Regions from separate parts of the Xenopus tropicalis genome. Here region 1 is linked to region 2. The links are chromatin contacts, called in public Hi-C maps. All regions are on one chromosome and are shown on one strand. The core of a region is the stretch at or near the end of the contact, and the rest is flanking DNA. Distances in the headings are between cores, read along the strand shown. Region 1 holds the start of rps19bp1 (ribosomal protein S19 binding protein 1). Region 2 has its middle 13 kb from the start of mief1.

The links. A called contact is a pair of places that touch in the nucleus more often than the background predicts.
Region 1: a Hi-C map of liver shows a contact between it and region 2, with 5 times the contacts expected there. The contact joins the promoter of rps19bp1 here to the enhancer-like site in region 2. A contact is called at or near these places in 5 of 5 Hi-C or Micro-C datasets (brain, gastrula embryo, liver and 2 more).

Annotation. Positions count from the first base shown.
Region 1 is chr4:121,080,064-121,082,821 of UCB_Xtro_10.0, reverse strand. rps19bp1 (ribosomal protein S19 binding protein 1) reads left to right here and starts at 1,371. Exons shown (of 4, transcript NM_001044432.1): 1 at 1,371-1,435; 2 at 1,697-1,861. The coding sequence starts at 1,381.
Region 2 is chr4:121,009,884-121,012,615 of UCB_Xtro_10.0, reverse strand. No RefSeq gene overlaps it. Among named protein-coding and RNA genes, the nearest start is that of mief1, 13 kb to the left of the region's middle. Within about 2 kb of position 1,470, at least 6 of the 11 cell types and tissues checked have an H3K27ac peak or open chromatin away from gene starts, as enhancers often do. A contact at or near this core is called in gastrula embryo, liver and neurula embryo, where this site is marked.

The DNA.
Region 1 (2,758 bases), core at 122-2,621, 70 kb before region 2:
AGCAGCTATTTATATAAACTATAGTAGTCTTTCTGAAGCAAACACACAACTTTTACCAGTGCAGGGCAACAGTACATTATATTTTAATTATTTTAAAACATTTTTATTTTTTAGTGTTACTGTTCCTTTAAAGGGGACCTGTCACCCTAAGAAATAATTCCAGATTGTTTTCACTTGTGTTTGTCAAGCAAAATACATTTAATTTACACCATATAAATTAGTTTAATCTTATTTTCTTCAGTCTTGGAATTCACAGTTGCAGCAAGCAGGGAGGTGCCATTTTGTGGACACTGTTTAGGCAAGCTTTGTATCACCCCAAAATCTTGTTTCTGTGCCTGTATGGGGGGACCTGATGCCCATGCACTGGTTACACAATTAGATGGTGAGGAGGGAGGGGGAATGTGAGGAGTACAGTGACATCTAAGAAGTTCTGAATTGAAAGTGAAAGTAACTGCCTGCCCCACCCCTATGCCTAAGGCATAGAGGTGGGGCAGGCAATATATGATTGACAGTTGGGATTTTTAAATGCTTTTATAATGGGTATGGATGTGTTAATAAAGAAATGAGTTTGGGTTTCATATTCAATTTGAAAAGGACTTTTATTATACAGCTTTTTATGCCTGGGTGACAGGTCCACTTTAAGTAAAATAAAAAGTGTTTCAGTTGTGATTGCGGGTTACTTCACACAACACAAGCTAATAAAGTTGCTCCCTGTGGGGGGGGGGGGGTAAAGCTGTAGTGAAGGGGTTAAAGCTGTATGGGGGGGGGGGGGGGGGCTCAGCCTTCCCTCAGACATAGGGCAAACTTCTTGTATACTTAAATATACCAGAAAGCCATATAGTTAGGCTCAAACTGAAAACTCCATTCCCCCTGCTCTACATCCCTGGAACTAGAGAACGGCTTGATGGCTAAGCGGGATTGAACTGAATATTACTGCGGGAAACATTTTACAGGCAGCCTCTCATTCTAAGTTTGCGCGGGAATTGAATCCCCTACGAACATTAACTCAAAGTGAACAAAGTACCGCATTATTATGAAGCAAAAGTGACACATTTGCCCACAGGGCTAGTGAACAAAACGTTCTATATAAAATGTACATTCAAAGGAAAACACAAAGGGGCGCAACTCGTATCGCACGGAGTGTTTGGCACCCGTGTGACAGGAATTTCTGAAAATACAGAAGTCGTGCGCAAGCCCCTCCCCCCGTCCTACGCAAGCCCCTCCCCCCGTCCTACGCAAGCGGAAATAAACTCAGCCGCAGTTACTAAGAGACAAGGGTTATTTAAGGAAGTGTACGCGGCTAAGCCGGAAGTGGCGTGCCGAGCCTGCCGGAAGTTGTTTATTTTAAGCACGCGTGCATTGGAACCGGGAGCCGCGGGGATGTCTGTGTCACTGCTCAGGAAAGGCTTGGATTTGCTTAGGGAGGAAAGGAGCGGTAAGGATAGGGCAATTGCCTAGTTTGGAAGGGGCACTGTAGGGGACGTATCCGTGTAAACATGAATTTCCACCCCCAGCATTTAACAACATATAAATAAGGCTAAAAGCCTTCTGGAAGTTGTAGTCCAGCAATATGTATGGGCTCAAGATTCTTATCACAAGTTGCAAATAATGCGCAATGTTCAATGAGTGATGGTTTTTACTGTAAAGAAAAGTACAAAGTTGTGTGACCTGTACCATTCCCCTTTAACCTGTACAGGTGCAGAGTCAAGCTCCAAGAAAAGAAACTCAAGCAGCAAGCCGAAGCCCTGCCTTTCCAGCAGCAAAACCGGCATGAGAAAGCAACTGCGGCGGCTGAAGCAGCAGGGACTGCGGCACGACCAGAAAGCAACTGCTAAAGGCAGGGTGATACGGTCCGCTGTAGGTGAGCATTATATGTCATCCCACTGCCTTGCTTTGTATGTATGTATATCTTTATTTATAAAGCGCTACTTATATACGCAGCGCTGTACAGTAGAATACATTAATACAAACAGGGGGTTAATAAGATAATAGATAAATAGAAAGTATAACAATAAATACAGCTGCAATAAGTTAAGAGTCGAGGACACAAGAGGAAGGAGGTCCCTGCCCCGTAGAGCTTACAATCTATATGGGAGGGTAACTAACAGACACAAATAGGCAAATATAAGTGCTGTAGGTGACAGTGGGTGACACTACAATATAAGTGCCAGTTTTGTAATCACTTGAGTGATCTAAAGGGTTACCCATAGAAAACAGTAGTTTAAAGGAGACATATCCTATAAAAACTAAGAATGTACCAGTAAATTATACTCCTCTAAATATAGAAGGATTGTGCTTAAAAATGTTGTGTTTCTGACTGATTTATTGAGAAATTCCATCAAAACTCCACTAGCCCCGCCCATCTGTTCCACTTCCTGCGGGCTGTGATTGGCTTTCTCCTAACTACTGTGCATCTGGCAGGGACCGTTGGGACACGCCCACTCTTCATTTCACACTGGACGGAGACGTGATAGGATCTATAGGGAGCTCCAATAAGGGGGCCATTGTTACAGATAGGGTTAATGTTTAGCCCAAAGGGAAACCAGCACCGTATATTATTCATAATTGCCTACAAAATAATTGTTTTTCCCCATTTATCCAATATGTCTCCTTTAAAGCTGATGCCACACCAGGCGGATTCTCATAATGCAGAAAAACCTAGACTGAGAATCAGCTCCAGCACTGGCATCAGCCTCCTTTCTTGCCAGAACTATTGAATTGGCTGGGTGCAGGCACACGCAGCGGGAATCTTTGAAGA
Region 2 (2,732 bases), core at 221-2,720:
ATATACACAGTATATATATATATATATATTGCAAAAAGACAGGCACTCACGTATAAGTAGGTCCAAGGGAGCCTGGGTGCAGTCCCAAAATAATAGATGGAGTAGCTGTAGAGAGAGTCCGTACTCACAGGTCTTAAGAAAATATAGAGGTTTTATTCAAATCAACATCTAACGTTTCGGCTGCATCCACAGCCTTTCTCAAAGACAATGTGAAACAAACAATGGTGCACTGAAAAAAACGAATTTGGCGCCAAACAATGACGTCATAGGTGTGAATACATTAGCATACAGTGTGAAAAACCGCTCTCAAAACACATTGAATCAACAAAAAATGTTAAGATAATATGGATTAGGCATAGAACACAAACAAAAGGACTGTCAGGGGAAAGGAAAAGTGGGTGTGTATTAAAAAAGCCCGCATATGTATCTAGTGCTGAACTGCAACTCACACATGTCGCAAAGACATCCCCAAGTTATAAGTTTATAAATGTACAAAATCGAACTGGCCCAAGGAATAAGAAATAATGAGGGACAGTAGGGCAAATATACATCAAGGAGTTGCTGAAAATGAGTAAGTAACATGTCTGTTCTGTGCAGCATGTATTGCCTGACATGACTGACATGACTGTCAAATAATGCATTATATGGTGTGCCTTATGGGGAATCGGTACGCTTATTTGTAGTAAAGCTAGGACAAAGGGAATAGAAGAGGCAGATGGGAAGAAAAGAGAAAGATGTAAAATAGTAACTGAGGAGAGACAAAGTAGAGAGGACAGAGTGAGGTAATGAGAAAGGAAAGATGTCGGTGCAATGGTATGGCCGTGGGAGGGGACTCTGCGCTCCATACAGAGCAAAAGCAACGGCACCGATTAGTGCTATATTTTAGTGCTATATTTTCTTAAGACCTGTGAGTGCGGACTCTCTCTACAGCTACTCTATATATATATATATACACAAAGGATGGCACACCTTTACATAACATACCTCGGGTGCTCGGTAAAGGGTTCCAATAGTATAAAAAACACTACGTGGCATATAAAGGGTCATTTACAAAGTGTGGAGCACTACCCTAAAAAACATTATGTAGGAGAAATGGAATGAATACCTTTCTTAATGCCATTATTTTGGATCTGTGGTTGACAGTTAAGAGGATTTGTACTGTGACGGATTTATTACAAACTGTTTGTAGAGAACTCCATGTTAAAGGCAGACACATCAAACCACAAATATTTTAACAAGTGTTCTCTGAGGTCAGGGCCTTAGGTTTCGCCGGAAATGCACTGCTGATGAGGAATTTCTCACAATCCTGTAACCTGAGGGATCAGTTATCGGAGAAAGGATCTCATTGGGATAGTTTAGGGCAGTGCTGTGCAGCGTCTGTGGTATTGAGGGCTGGAATTTTTCAGGCCTACATGGTGGAGGGCCGATAACAGAAGCCAGTTCCACTTTATTAAACAAACTGGGCTGCACAAAGGACCTCCAGTGGCTCAATTGGTAAATGCACCAGCAGTTTAGAGAACAGTGCAGGGATTAAATCCCAGCAAGTATTGACACAGTCTCGGCTAAGTTCTTCTCGGGATTGCTAAAGTATACTTGTTTGAGGGCAATGTGGCTTCTAAGTATCCATGAAGTGCCAGTGTAGCCTTCACTTATACATTTCCTTAGATGTTATCAGCTTTGAGGGATCATTTTTTCTTTTCTCCAGTTTTCCACGCTCTGTTTGAATAAGTGGGGGGCATTGTCTCTTGGTGCTGTCATTTGTTTTCTTTTCCCTCACTGTTTCATTATGCATGGTTTGGTATGTTCACTGTTCAGTGTAGTCAAGAGAGAATGACAGGTCTCTTTCCCTTTACATGATCCAGCCAAGATTGATGTTGGTGGTGCTATTGGTCTCACTGAGTGTTAGCTAGGCAAACCCATCACAATAGGTTTTTGTCTGTTGTGGAGGAGGGACTTTTCCTGGGATGTGTATGAACTTACACATTCATAGCTAGTTTGGATAGCGCAGACAGTTAGGATAGCTCTGGCAGCACAGGTGCCATTAGGTACATAGTAAGGATCTGCAGCAGTCACCTCTGTAATCCTCAGTCAGGCATGGTTCAGTAGGCAGAAGAGCCTTTATTCCTACGTTCAGGCAATCTGAGGAGTTTGACTAATGCCAGAGGGGCTGCTGTAAGATGCTATAGTCACTATTCACTATTTATTGGGCTGACGGGGGCTGTTTAGGCCTCTGTTCACCTTGTATGCCAAGAACTACTTTGAATCCCAGTCCAGACTGAATCCCAGTCCCACTTCAGGCTACAGTACCCATCGAGAATGCTGGTGGGAATATGGCAATACAATCAACATATACACCAAGGTGTACCTTACTACGTCTTTGGTAGAGAACACCCACTCATTCAAATCTTGACTAGTCCACATTATAAAGTGGTTCCTCATAAGCAGTTTTAGCTTGCATGAGACATATTGTTCTCAGACTTTCTGATTACACTTTCCTTGTGACCTTTCATATCCCTTCTCTTGTTCTACTCCCACAAGAAAGCAGATAATAAGACAGACATAAGGGTTGATTCACAAAAGTGCGATAAGTGTTATTGCATGCTTTTTTGCGTTAAAATTGACTCTAAAAAATTTGCTAAAGTATTATCGCATGCGTTAAGTCGCATATTGCGTGCATTAAATAGCGCGCAACTGAATGCGTTAATTTTAACTAGCTAAATATCGCATTAGTC